Linked DNA regions of Astyanax mexicanus: region 2 is linked to region 1. Evidence: chromatin contacts called from public Hi-C data. All regions are on one chromosome and are shown on one strand. Each heading gives the region's core, a stretch centred on a gene start, on an enhancer-like site or on the middle of the called end of the contact. The rest is flanking DNA. Distances are from core to core; before and after follow the strand shown.

What was found. Hi-C and Micro-C count contacts between places; a contact is called where the count stands out from the background.
Region 2: a Hi-C map of muscle shows a contact between it and region 1, with 13 times the contacts expected there. The contact joins two enhancer-like sites. A contact is called at or near these places in 2 of 3 Hi-C or Micro-C datasets (both in muscle).

Annotation. Positions count from the first base shown.
Region 1 is chr16:31,533,019-31,540,513 of AstMex3_surface, forward strand. The region is part of intron 1 of sptbn1 (spectrin, beta, non-erythrocytic 1); the gene reads left to right. Among protein-coding and RNA genes, the nearest start is that of sptbn1, 32 kb to the left of the region's middle. Within about 2 kb of position 4,428, the one cell type or tissue checked has an H3K27ac peak away from gene starts, as active enhancers do.
Region 2 is chr16:31,596,795-31,604,289 of AstMex3_surface, forward strand. sptbn1 (spectrin, beta, non-erythrocytic 1) reads left to right here. Exons shown (of 37, transcript XM_007231774.4): 4 at 957-1,130; 5 at 1,809-1,900; 6 at 2,650-2,730; 7 at 2,826-2,941; 8 at 3,042-3,154; 9 at 3,953-4,140; 10 at 4,233-4,350; 11 at 4,569-4,727; 12 at 6,534-6,836. Among protein-coding and RNA genes, the nearest start is that of eml6, 33 kb to the right of the region's middle. Within about 2 kb of position 4,662, the one cell type or tissue checked has an H3K27ac peak away from gene starts, as active enhancers do.

The DNA.
Region 1 (7,495 bases), core at 3,178-5,677:
TAGCATGACAATAAACACTGATAGAACGACCGATACCTATTATGTGCGTTAGCACTGTGTGTGTGTGTGTGTTTGTGTGTGTTTCTAAAGCTATCTAGGGTCAGACCAGGTGGATTACAGGTGCTTGATTTAGAAAAGTAGTACTATTTTAGATTAGCAATCCCAGGAACAAGCAGACACTACGATATTATACATGCTGTGTGTGTGCTGTTGTTTTTTTTTTTTTTTGGTGTGTTTCTGAAGCATAGACTGTGGTCTGAAGTTATCTAGGCTCAGGCTGACTGGTTTACTGCTGCTTGTTTTGTAAAATTAAGCTGGCCACACACATTCTGCAGTGCTAGGTTAGTATTAGCATTAGCCATGTTTGCATCAGACAGCGTCAGACACACCCAGGATGCCATGCCATTATATTAGGGAGTTGTATTTTAGGTTAGCATGTGCCAGGCTAAGCTACATACCTCAGATAGCAGGCATATCTGAGGAGAAAGAATGTGCAGGGAGATATCTCGCCTGCTTTAGATGAAGTGCCTCCTGCTCCACTTGGAACAGTTGGCTTTTATGGAGCATAGCATGCGTGTGTGTGGGTGTGTGCAGACTGTGTTGATAGCTTGGTAGTAAGTGTGTGTGTGTGGGTTGGAAAAGGAGATGGAGGGCGTCGTCAGGTTGAAGGATGCGTCCCTGATGGTTCTCCATCCCACTCGTCCACCAGGTCAGTGAGGTGTCAAACTAGCTAGTATGGATGATTTTGACCAGACCACCACATTCCTCCTACACACACACACACACACACTCAATTCAGTGAAAGAAATGCAGATTTTCTGAAATGCTCTTGTGGAATGAGGCCTACAGCTTCAAGGCATCCCTACAGCACTGCACAAAACTACACTGTTAAAAATTTAAGGAGCCAGAAAGAAGTTTTGGGCATAAAAGAACCTGAAATAACCCATGAGAGGATGGGTCTTTTAGAGGACAAATTTTGTACTTGAGATTTGTTAATGTTCTTTCTCTTGTAACAGTATAACTTTTGAGTTTGAATAACTTTTGAGTTAAAAGGGTTTTTTAAAGAACCACATTCAACTAGCTCTCAAATTATAGACCAGTAGACTAGAGAATATACCTTAACAATATAAAACTATTGGTTTTAGCAAAAAACCCTTGAGGCAGCTAGTGAGGAACATTTTATTTAGTTTCTGTAGGGGAAGATAGATGATCTTATTTAACCAAACCAAGCTGAACTGCTTGAACCAGAGGTGCAAAAATTAAGTTATCCAAAAGCAGGGATAGGTGGAGGAGAACATGCCAAGATGCATGAAAACTGTAATTAGAAACCAGGGTTATTCCACCAAATATTGATTTCTGAACGGAACGTTATGAATTTAAATGTGTTTTTTTTGCATTATTTGAGGTCTGAAAGCTCTGCATCTTTTTTGTTATTTCAGTCATTTCTCATTGTCTGCAAATAAATGCTCTAAATGACAATATATTTATTTGGAATTTGGGAGAAATGTTGTCTGTAGTTTATAGAATAAAACAATTATGTTTATTTTACACAAACATATACCTATAAATAGCTAAATCAGAGAAACTTATTCAGTAACTGAAGTGGTCTCTTATTTTTTCCAGAGCTGTGTATATAGTATAGTCACTTGTCTGTTTGCATGGACAATTCTAGCCAGACACCGCCGGTCACGGTAATGCCTTCTATGATGTATTTCCGTTACACACATACCACTGTGGAACGGGAAATGTTAAATACCCATACAACTACTGAAAATGGATAGAAGGTCTTATCCATCTGAGACCCACTCCTAGACCTCTCTCTAACTTTTGTAATTAACAAGCCAAAAACATACTGGCCAATATATTTAACCAACCTCACTCACAAGGTAACACCTCACAACTTACATTTACAGATGTGAGCATTGCCAAGTCATTCACTGAGGTAACCCAACAAACTGCTTTCCCATGACTTTTGGCATGTCAGTGTGTGTTGTGTTGTTGTTGCTGCCTTTGACAAAGAACTATTGAACCCCTCCCCCTTTTAAAGAATGAAGAAAGCCTGTGGTAACCTTATTATAAATGAATAATGTATGTCCTGTTTCTTATATGCACTTGTAAATGTACATCCTGCAGCCTGACTAGCTGCACAAGCTCCACCCCAGAAGCACTTAAAGCGTGAAGAGCTGCTGCTGTGGAACATCAGGGTGTGGAGATGGTGGAAAATGTGCTGCAGTTGTTGCTGACTGCTGGAAACATGCTCTGTAGGTTATACAGGGTACAGGGTAGACGTACAGTAGATCCACATGCCACCCTCTCAGACTACACAGTTTACTGTGACGGCAAGATGGAAATACGGGTCCAGACACAATGAAGAGCTGGTTCCTCTCAGACTCAGACTCAGGCTGCTACACTGTCTGTTGAAAATAGAAAATAGGTTGCCATGGATGCAGAGCTCCATGGTGATACCATGAATCTGCATCCAAGCTGTTAGATCTGGACTTTTCTTTCTGTTTCCAGCCAGAGAAGCTAAATGCCACTTTAGGTGGAGCGACTGCACACACTGCTGCAGAATAAAGCTGCTTCCATATAGAGCCAGATTTATAATAAAGATCCTTTTAAATATTGATAATGAACACTTTACACTTACGCTTCACTGTTACAAACTACGGGTTTGTGATATACAGTGTCTACAATCATATGCTGTATTAATTGTTGTGTTAATGATGTGCAAGCTGACATTATCTAGTATGCTTAATCACAGGATATTGTTATAATATAATAATAAACTTTATTTATATAGCATCTTTTATACATAAAAATGCAGAAAGAGAGTAAGAAATGGCGCACAAGCAAGCAAGTCATAAAAAAATCAATTAAAATGAAGACTAATAAAATATAATACTCGAAAACAAATAAATGCAAATTATGATAGAATAAAAATACAATCAGAACCAGACAGATAAAAATGAGATAATAATAGGGTAAACATCAGAACCAAATAATAAAAGTTATAGTAAATAAATAATAAGAGAGATCTTATTGAAAGCTAGAGAAATAAGAATAAGGTATAATGAAAAGCTAATGTAAAAAGATATGTTTTTATCTTTTTCTTAGAAATAGTAACAGAGGTTTCTTGACGAATATTTATCAGTAGTGTGTTCCAGATTTTTGGCGCTTAAAAAACAAAGTGATTCTCCACTCTTTTTAAGTTTTATAGACAAGTACAAAAAACTTAAACTTGATTCTAAAAAAAACAGGTAGCCAATGGAGGGAAGCTAAAATTGGTTTGATATGGTTGTGTTTTTTAGTACGTGTCAATATTCTCGCTGCTGCATTTTGCACCAGTTGCAGTTTATTTATTGTAGCCTCAGGAAGTCCTATTAGAAGTGCATGAATTGTATTATGATTAGAACAATTATATATTTTTTTATGATTGACTAGCTTTTATGGTAACACTTTACTTGGATGGTCCATTTGATGATGCTCAACTGACATTCAACTAACATTCAACTGCATGTCTATAAAATGCAATTGAACTGAAAGGTGAAAGTAAATTATTCTCTATTGAATGTAACCCTACATCCAACTCTGACCCAAACTCTAATCTTACCATTTTAGCATTGGGTTTAGAGTTAAATTTAACGTTTAGGTTAAGGTTAGGGTTAGGGTTAAGTGTAGGGTTAGATTTTAGGGTTGATTTAGGGTTGAGTGTAGAGTTAGATTCTAATTTGAATCATTTACATTCAACATAGGGTTAAGTTGCATTTAATAGACGTTCAGTTGAATGTTAGTTGAATGTCAGTTGAGCATCAACAAGGCCTTCAAATGGACCATCCAAGTAAAGTGTTACCGCTTTTATATATTTTAAATAAAATTTAATACTGATTTGTTTTATTTACGCTTAAGTACCCTTTTTTTATTATTTTTTATTGTAGATGTGTGTTTGTCTGTGTGTGTGTGTGTAGGAGGCAGCAGGGCGGAACCAACAGCTGCTTTGCAGAGTTGAGTGTTTGCTGGACTGTGAGAGACGTGTTGCGTTATCGTCCAAACAGCTGCAGAGCCGTTAGCCGAGGGTGTTGGTCCTCAAACTCGGAGCCTTTAGGGAAAGTTCAGCATTTCTGCTCTCATCCAACAAACACTCAGAATCAGATCCACAACACAGCCCAGATACACTAATCATGATCAGCTCCAGTCCCTGAACACTTCTCTGTCCACAGTGTTGCTGTATGAAGTAAAAAAAGCCACACAACAGCGCCCCCTCCTGGACAACAGACGAACATCCTCTGGAAGCCAGTCAGAGCTGAGACTGTGTAAATCTCTGAGGCGAAACCGCACCTCTCCCTCTCTGTGATTTACTCTTACAGGCTGCCATGCCAAACACAGAACACGGTTTTTATTTATCCTCCCGCGCTGGGCCTGGAACAATCCGGTGTCAGTGTTCTCCTCGGACCTGATCACTCATAGCCGGTTCTGAGCTGCTTCTTCTCAGGGGGTGGAGGAGAGGTTGGCTGCGATCTCGCCGTCTCTTTCTAAGCTAAGCAGGGGTTCAAGCAGCGAGCCAAGTTTACAGAGATCTCAGGCTCCAGTTTCCTGTTTCATAATAATGGCCCACTCTTCTCTCTCACTGCTCAACTCACACAGTAAAACACACACTCACACAGAGAGAGAGACAGAGAGAGAGAGACGCACAACATTCATTTCCTGCAGGAGAGACAGAGGAAAAAAGTAAAGAAAAATATTTGAGATTACAAAAAGTAAGAAAGAATAAAGGAACTGTAGAGACTGCAGTAGAACGAGAAGCAAAAAGAAAGAAAAAGTTAGAGAGATTACAGAAAGTTAGTAAGAAAGAAAGAGAGAGCTGAAAGAATGAGGGAAGAAAGAAAGAAAAAATGAAAGAAAGAAAGAGACAAAGAAAAAGAAAGAGATTAAAGAAAGTAAGAGATGAAACAAAGAAAGAAAAAGATGAGAGAGAAAGAAAAAGATGAAAGAGGGAAAAAAAACATGAGAGAAAAAAAGGAGAGATGAAAGAAAAAAAGAAAGAAGACTGTAGAAAGAGAAGCAGAAAAAAAGAACAAAGAATAAGTCAAAAAAGACAGACTTGGGTAAGGAAATAAGAAGGAGAGATGGTAGAATAAAGGGAGAAAAAGAGATGTAAAAAATAAAAAGCTGAAGGAGGAAGGAAGGATGAATAAAGAAACAGTAGAAAAAGGACTAGAGAGGGTTAAAAAATAGATACATTGAAGAAAATGAAATAATATTAGGGGGAAAAGAAGGAGAGATTATAAAAAGAAAGCAACAAAGAGAATGTGTTAACAGAAAAAAGAGTGAGAGAGTGCTGTACTTCCTGTCTGTAAGCAGTGTGAGCAGTGATGATGGTCAGTAATGAGAGGACTGCTGATCTGAGACATCTTCACTAATGACTCCTCTCTTCCTCCATGAATCCATCCATCCAACTCCAACATCAGCAGCAGAGTAATGCCCCAGCACCCTTTTACACACACACACACACACACACACAAATACTTGTGCTGATCGATTAAAATGCTAGGACCTGTAGGCACATAAACTGGTCAGCATCGTCCATACTACTGTCAGTCTGTCCTGAGATTAGAAGCTGTTTTCTGGTTTGGGTTCAGATAAGGATGAAGTTCTGTTTGTAGAAGAGGCTGAAGATCAGAGACCACCCAGTTAGTGAGAAGATGCTGCGCATGGCTAAATGTGGTTTATACTCTGCAATGATGAGTTGGCAAAAGCAGCACAGGCCAATTGTCATATTATACTTGGAAACCGGGGTGTTGGAGCATGAGCCAAGTATTTGGGCCAAATTCAGGCCAGTGCAGCTCAGCGTGTGGTTTTTGGGCCCGAAATGGTCCAAATTATTTTAGATAAGTTGGATTTCAGTGCTAGTTTAAGAGGATCTGTTAAACCCAGAGAGTATAATCGTAATAAACTAAAGCAGGTGTGGTCAGATCAAAATGAGGACTGGTTTTTAATGGTTTTGGACCGCAGCCCTCCTCTGCCTGCAGCGTAATGACTTGGTCTCCATAGTGACCCAGTGAAAGAGCCTTGTATCTTGTCTAGTTTAGCAGCTAATGGAATCAGTGGAGGAGGAGTGGACAGAGGTAATGGCTGGTAATGGCTTTTTAGAGATTGAGAGAGGAAGGGATGATGATTATGATTATGATAATAATGATGATGATGATTTCAGAATAGAGAGTTATGAGTCCTTCTTATGTGTGCTTTAATGTTCCAATCACCTCAAATGTTATGCAATATCTAATACTTCAGCTATTTTTATTAATAATGATAATGCTTAATTGTTTTTTTGTTCAGATTATATATAACTAATAGTTTACATACCAAGATTGGTATCAGACGCTGCTTTATTTTGTGCTGTGTTTATACCCTAATAGCTGTGATCAGATCAAACAAAAAGTTAAAAATTCATTTTCATGCATATAACAGTGAAAATTACAATATCCCACTGAAATACAGTATTGCAATATACTGTAGCCCCTGTATCATCGTACACATGTTGTATTGTCAGGTACTTGCTAATAAAGCCCTATTTAGAATGATTGGTATGGAGGGAAAATAAATACCTGTTTGCACAGAACCCAATTTTTACTGACAATAAAGTCCCATGTCAAGTTATTAAAATAATAATAAAATAAATATATTAACAGTGACATTGTGTTCCTTTTTCAGTTTATTAATGCTGTACTTTCTGCAGTCTTTGGACATAAAACATATTCCTTATGATATCCATTGGTCCAATGTAAAGGACAGATGCTGTTTTAAATAACAATAAAATAAAGTAAAAAGAAGATCTAAAGGTATGTAAAATTTTATACCTACTGTTTGGTCGGTCCACATCGAGTTAATTAACAGTGCTTATTAAAAAAAAAACATAATAAAAAAAACATTACTTAATGGTTAAGTAATGTCTCAAATAATTATTATTTGATATTAGTTAAGACATGATAAAGCGATTTTTATTTTTCAGATATGTTGAGGCATTAGTTTAACTAATGTCAATTACTGTACTTTTATTGTAAAGTATTTCCTATTATTCTGTTCATTACTTCCAGCACTTCCTACAAAACTGTTTTTTATATGAAAAGTCAAAATACTCATAAAGCTACTTGGATAAAACGGCAGCCAATGTTGGGATCTGATTTTTGAACATTAAACATTATTGCTGAGCTCGAGTGCCAGAGCCTAGACTATAAACCGCACTTAGACTTTTATCAGCTTTAGCTTCTCCACACATCTGCTAGCATCTAGGTCTCTGACTCTAAACTACAGAGACAAAAAAATAGGAACAGCTTCAGCTAGCTACTGATGCTACCTCCTTTCAGCTCTACATACACATGCAGAATGAAGCTCGTCTGGTTTGATGGCCTGTAACAGTAGAGTGGTTAATGGTAGTGCATTACCATCAGCCTACTGCCTTTCTCAGACCCCCCTCACTCCTCCCCATTACTGTAAATGG
Region 2 (7,495 bases), core at 3,412-5,911, 64 kb after region 1:
GGTCTTCCTAAAGAGACATAAAAAGCAGGATAAATCCCAATGATGGGAATCTAAGAGAAAAATAAGGGAGGGGCCCATAGGGAATTGTTGGAAAAAGGCCAAAGAGAGGAGATGGAGAGGAGGCCAGGTGGAGATATTTTGAACTTTTATATTCATACATAACTCAAGCCCAACTCCATACCTAACCTATACCTAATGCATGAATGGGATTGTCACATGTGTATAACAGCGATACAGTCTTGAAGGCATTAGCACCCACAGTGGACAGTAGGTTTTAATGCCTTCTAATCACACGCACATCTCACAGGTCATGAGATGTAGCAATAGTCATATGACATAATACAGTGTTCCATTTTTTTTTTTTTTTTTTTTTGCGCTTAATGTGTAGTCTAACAGTTATACAACGTAAGCCCACCTTTTTACATTATGTACTGTAAATGCGCCGTGTGTTGAGTAGGACATTTCCTCCAGAGTGGCTCAATCCATCTTATTCTCTGACACTTTGCTTTTCCTGTGAGGGACACTTTCCTCCATCACAGGTGTCAGAAAAGAAACACAGCGCTGCTCAGTCCCACAGGCCCCAGCGTACATCATTAACTCCAGCTGAGCTGGACCTTCAGGACGCTGCCGGCCTTTCTGTTAACCCCCACAGCTCTGGCGGCCGGTGCACCTGGGTGAGCTCATTGTTATCGCTCATTTGGGAGCTGCACTTCTTTTTCTTTTAACTGAGTTTAACTCAGAACAGAACTGCCAGCTCCACAGAAACCCTGAACCCCGCGACCCTGGGATGATGCCTGACCTAAAGCTCAGGTTGTTGAGTTGTGTAACTTTACTGTATCTCAGGGGAGACTGAGCCAGCTGCTACATTTAAATCCAATTGGACCTAAAATGTAGCTCTGAGGAACTTTTTCCAGTGTGATGACGTCAGTAATGATTTCACTGTCTGCTGTCCACAGCCCAAGCCCACAAAGGGCCGCATGAGGATCCACTGCCTGGAGAATGTGGACAAAGCCCTTCAGTTCCTCAAGGAGCAGAGGGTCCATCTGGAGAACATGGGCTCCCATGACATCGTCGACGGGAATCATCGCCTAACGCTTGGTCTCATCTGGACCATCATCCTCCGCTTCCAGGTAACTTTCCATAATTCTTTGGTACAGTAGGTATGCAGTGTTTTTGGGGGATTAGAATGCACTTTACATGCAGCCAGAGCTCTTTCTCCTGGTTCTTTCTCCTCATTGCTCCCATTATGGTGTTGATGCTGACTGGCACGGGCATCTGTTGGCTCGTGTATCAGAGCTGGGGATCCAGCGATTTCCTCCAAGCTTATTGGCTATAACTAATTGTCCTCACTCTCCCAGTGTTGGGACGGGAGGTAGTGCTTCTAATCTAGCAATTACATTGAGATTTGCTGGATCTGACCTCTTTAAAGTAATAGATTGGGCATTCCTTAATAGATTCAACTCTGTAATAGTCTGTCTACATACTAGTATTTCATTATGAAAATGTACTGCACTTTGTAGGATATACCTTCCTCTACTCTACCAATACAATAGGGTTAAACTGTTCTCTGTGAAACATTTACCGCATTTCTTTAAAATACATTACTTTCAATTGAAATAATAAGAAAGTATAATATCAGTTTCACAGGTTGTTTTTAAATTAAGCAAAGTGAATTTAGACAAGTGTACAGTATTGCTAAAAATTGATATTGTGCCAGCCCTAATACCAACAACATTTTAGCCCTGTCTAATAAAGAGAGCAGGATGTGTTGCCGTATAACTAACTGTGTGCTGTTCTTCTCAAAACAGATCCAAGACATCAGTGTTGAGACAGAAGACAACAAAGAGAAGCGCTCAGCCAAAGACGCTCTGCTTCTGTGGTGTCAGATGAAGACAGCAGGGTCAGTCACTGGTCGTCTTCAGAAGCGTACAAAAGCTGTGTTTTGTGTCTTGCTTAAAATCACAATATTTTCGGTAGGTCTGGATACTTGGCAGTTGAGGCAATGGACCATGAACATAGTGTTAGGCTGTGCTTCTGGATCCTTGTCGAGCCAGTATCAGATTGTGGTGGTTGTGGCTATTGTTGTTAGTTGAGTGAGTAGTAGATCCTGGCTGAGCCCTGTGCATAACCCCAGCTGTTAGGTGCAGGATTTGTCAATTTCCTGTATTATATTACTTCTTAAAAATTTGGTCGATATGATTTAATTCTGATATCAGTGTGAACAGTGTGGAAAAACTGCAAACGACTGTGAATAATGTATATTGAAATATTGGAAAATATGAGAAAGTGTGTAACAAAAACATTTTTCCTATCCTGATGTACAGTAGCAGTCACATTTTTGGATGCATTCTATGCATTCTATTCTATTCTATTTGTTCTTTGTATTAGTCTTTTCATTTATTACACTGTATATTTATATTAAAGACTAAAAACTATTGAGGAACACATGCAGTTAGGTGGTAGACAAAAAAAGTCCTTAGCTTCACAAACTCCTAATATAAAAACCCAACCCAGGTGGTTTAATTGGGACGAGTTGGAGTGCAGAGTGAAGAAAAAGCAGTTAACAAGTGCTTTATACAGTATAAAATAAAAAAAAACAATGGAATATGTAAATGGTTCTCCATTTCATACTTTCTGGTTTTCTTTCAGCTATCCGAATGTCAACATCCACAACTTCACTACCAGCTGGCGTGACGGGATGGCCTTCAACGCTCTCATTCACAAACACAGGTAGAAATTCACTGCAGTCTTTCAGACTCTATTCTGTGTTGTTTATCCTCTGTTAAACTCCTTCATACCTCTGTTTATCTCTGCTCTGATCACAGGCCAGACCTGATCGACTTTGACAAGCTGAAGAAGTCCAATGCTCACTACAACCTGCAGAATGCCTTCAACCTGGCCGAGCAGCACCTGGGACTGACCAAACTGCTGGACCCTGAGGGTAAGAACTTTCTCTAAACCGAAACACCTACATATCAGCCTGTGTGTGAAATAGGACTGTGGGGAAGTGATGGCATGTTGATGTGTGGTTTGTTTTGTAGATATCAGTGTGGATCACCCTGATGAGAAATCAGTCATCACCTACGTCGTCACATACTACCATTACTTCTCCAAGATGAAGGCACTGAAGGTGGAGGGCAAGCGTATTGGGAAGGTATGCTTTTATATTCCCATAATATTTATTTGTTATTGCTTTGTTTTTTGTGTTCTCTGTACGGATGTTCTCGATTTGATTGGTAGAAATTAAATGGCAGATTAGATGACAATTAAATTCTTCGTAAGGTAACATATTCTCATTAAACTCTGCACACGTGCATATGTGGCCTAATCCAATTCAAAGCTAAGTAAATATAGTAAATATATTGGTAAAGCTGACTAGCTCATGGATCCAAGTGGCTACCAGAGCAGAAAAAAAGTAAGAAAGGACATTTTTATAAAGGATTTGGATGCAACCAGCTGTCGGCTGTCAGTTTGCTTTAGTAGCGTATGAGACAAATCAGTTACATTAGATGTTCCCTTAATTTCCAGTGAAATTTAGAACTAGATATTGAATAATTGTTCAGATTTAATTACCTGGGACTCAAACATTGGACTGTAATTTTTCAAAGCAAAAAAAAAATTGTCATTTACAGTTTTCCAATATATAAATTAAAAGTGTTTTATTGTCACATCTGAGATGGATGAATAGAAAAAAACTTGGTTTCCACCACAGTAGCAGAAAATAGATTTAATAAATGTATATTTAATAAATAGAAACATAAAAATATAGATTTACACACATACCATAATTGACACTATAACCTGTGTTACTGCACTGTTTACATGCAGAAGGTTTTATTACATAAACTATGAATAAACAGATGTTTTTAATGACTAAATTACAATTTTATCTTAATATTTACCTTTTGAAACCTTTGAAGTTCTCCTTAACTACTGTGTGTATTTTCTCCAGGTGCTGGACAATGCCATTGAAACAGAGAAGATGATTGAGAAATACGAGTCTCTGGCCTCCGACCTGCTGGAGTGGATCGAGCAGACCATCATCATCCTCAACAACCGAAAGTTCGCCAATTCGCTGGTCGGGGTTCAGCAGCAGCTCCAGGCTTTTAACACCTACCGCACTGTGGAGAAACCACCCAAGTGAGCGAGACGACCTTCATACTCTCCACATTCACGTCAGTTCAGTTCAGTTGGATTGATTTCTCACGCTCTGGTTTTCTCTTATTATCCAGGTTTACAGAGAAAGGCAACCTGGAGGTCCTTCTGTTCACCATTCAGAGCAAGATGAGAGCCAACAACCAGAAAGTGTATATGCCCAGAGAGGGCAAACTCATCTCAGACATTAACAAGGTAAAACACACTGTCTTCAGTTAAATATATCAGACATTAATGTGTAAGCTGATGTGCACATTACTGTCTTAATTATGAATGTAAGATTGTTAGTAAGAGTGGACTTATTTAGCAAACATTTACATACTTATATCAGCCTTATTTAGTTATTTTAATAACATCAAATTAATTTGGTTGCAAATATCTGACTGTCATATCTGACTGAATGTGTGTGACAGGCATGGGAGCGCTTGGAGAAGGCGGAGCACGAGCGAGAGCTGGCTCTGAGGAATGAGCTGATTCGTCAGGAGAAGCTGGAGCAGCTGGCGCGCCGTTTCGACCGCAAGGCCGCCATGAGAGAGACCTGGCTCAGCGAGAACCAGCGGCTAGTGTCACAGGTGACCAATCAGAACACAGCAAGTCATGTCAGCGTGGGCAGTGCACACACACTCCATCCACAGTCAAACTGGGCTTCTGATATTGAGTTATTCAGGATTACTTAGTCCTTTTTTTTATATGGATTAGATTAGAACCTAACAAAGATTAATAAATTGTACAAAAAATAAATATAATTTATTATAAATATAATAAATCGTACATGAACTCATAATTTTTTTTTATCTTTTCTGTATTTTATGCCAGTCACACAAAATGGCAATAACAAATGCCAGATTTACATTGTTAAAGAGCATTAAAAATTGGAGAAGACAGGAGAAGGTTTTTGCATATTAATAATAAGGATGAATTTGCAAAAACAAATACATATCTGTTTTTTTTGTTTTGTTTTTTTTTTCCTTTTTTATATATGTACCTGCTTCAAATTCCAGGTGGGTAACACTGAACAAATTGAGAACATGCATAGAATTACCATTTATATTTATTATTATATCTCATTATATGGTATACCATGATACCAAAACTACACTATAGACGAAAGTATTGAGAATCAGGTGTATAAAATCAAACACAAACATTACTAACATCCTCATGCCTCTGGATTTATTATGGGAGTTATTAAAGCTCCTGTAAGTGTAATAAAAAGGTGTCCCATTACCTCTGCCCATATAGTGTATTGTATATCATGATACAGTGATTTTTTTTAAAGCAGTATCACTATATTACTTTTAAGTACATCAGTCTTGTTTGGCTGTGTGTCGTCAAGGCCAGGCTTGAAGAACTGCAGAACACACACATTTCTGATCTGCCTCCTACACACAGTTGACTCAGCTGTGAGTAAGTGTGGTGCAGTTGCGGTGTGATTGCGTGTTGTTATGCCGTCCATCAGATCACCAAAAGAGCATGACTTGGGTAGAATGTGTAACTTCTTTGCACCACCTAGTGGTGAACTGAGAAAATGAAACATTTTAAGTGACTAGAGAAATTAGTAAATATGTAATTATAATAGGAATGCACCGAAATTAACATTTATGCTAAATCAAAAAATGAAAAACAAAACATTTGGATGAGTTTTTTCACCATTAAATAAATCATATGGCCTGAATGTCTTTTTGTATTTTTCATATTGTAGCAGACTTACCAACAGAGTTCAATACATTTACCTTAGCAGTGCTACTTTGATCAAGAATTTATTTAAGCAGTGCAATTTTAGTCATAAAGCTACCTTAGTAGTGCTACTTGAGTCACATATTTAAACAAAAGGCCACCCAGACTTCTGGCAAATGAACAAAGCTAATGCTAAGTTAGCCCAGCTAATGTTACTGTTTGAGCCCTGTACAGCTCGTAGTTTGTGAAGAGATAGGAATCTAAGTAAACTTCAGATTTACTTACCTACAAAGCATAATAAGTGATGCTAAATACTTTATTTCATTTATTTAATGCTAGTAGGTTGTAAAAATGATCTTAACCTGCAGTTTAACAGATCTGCTTGTCGGCTTTCTTCCTCACTCCCTGTTTTGTAAACAGCAGCTCTTTAAACACTGCCAGGGAAGGAGGAGGTGAAGTGTGTGCTGCTGGAAACAACCTAATATTAGAGTAAAAATGCAGTATGCAGTATGATGAGGAATTATCCATTGTTTGTTCACCTATTGAGAAGGCCAAAACGTGCTTTTTTTTTGCCATTTTCAGCCAAATATTGTGTGTTTGGTGCATTTGTAAGAACTAAAAAAAATGATGTTGGTATTATGTGCTAACTGTATATTGCTCAGAATTTTAGTCGTGTCCTCACTCTCTCTCTGTTTCCACAGGACAACTTTGGCTTCGACCTGCAGGCAGTAGAGGCTGCCACCAAGAAGCACGAGGCCATCGAGACGGACATCGCTGCGTACGAGGAGCGAGTGCAGGCCGTAGTGTCCGTGGCCCGCGAGCTGGAGGCCGAGAACTACCACGACATCAAGCGCATCACTGCCCGCAAAGACAACGTCCTGCGCCTGTGGGAATACCTGCTGGAGCTGCTGAAGGCCCGCAGACAGAGGCTGGAGATGAACCTGGGTCTGCAGCGTGTCTTCCAGGAGATGCTCTACATCATGGACTGGATGGACGAGATGAAGGTAAGTGTGGGTGAGAGTAATAGTGAGTAGGAGTTTATAGTCAAGATGTAAAAAAAAAAGAATTGCTATGTAGAGAGATGGAGGGAGTTTTTTTTTTTTTTTTTTTTTTTTACAAATTGCTTTAAATTGCTTTAAAAATACTTTAAATAATAGAGTATATATTTTGGGTCGTATATTCTCATAACATTCTCACACACAAAAAAAAATTAAAGAAATAAAAGTTGATAGGTCACAAAGACCATCAAAAACGTTATGATGAAACTGGGCCACCCTAGGAAAGGAAGACCAAGAGTTGCTTTACAGAGTATTTTGGTTTGTTTAACACTTTTAAGTTGATTCCTTATAAAAATGATTCCTTATGTGGTCCTTCATAGTCTTGATGATTTCTAAATAAAAACTAAATAAAAAAATTGTAAACTGTAATCAATTTAATTCCATTTATAAACATACCGAACATGCCACTACAGTGTGTTGTTCTTTTATGTTTGGATTCTGTTTATCATTTACTATTTCACTACTGTGTAAATAGGTCCTCCAGTCACATTGGCTATGTTCACATTTCCAGGCACAAATCTGTTTTTTTAGTGTTGTATGGACAGGTTAAATTTGTTTGTATTGTATGATGCACTATTATATAATGTATTAATTTGTTTTGGGGT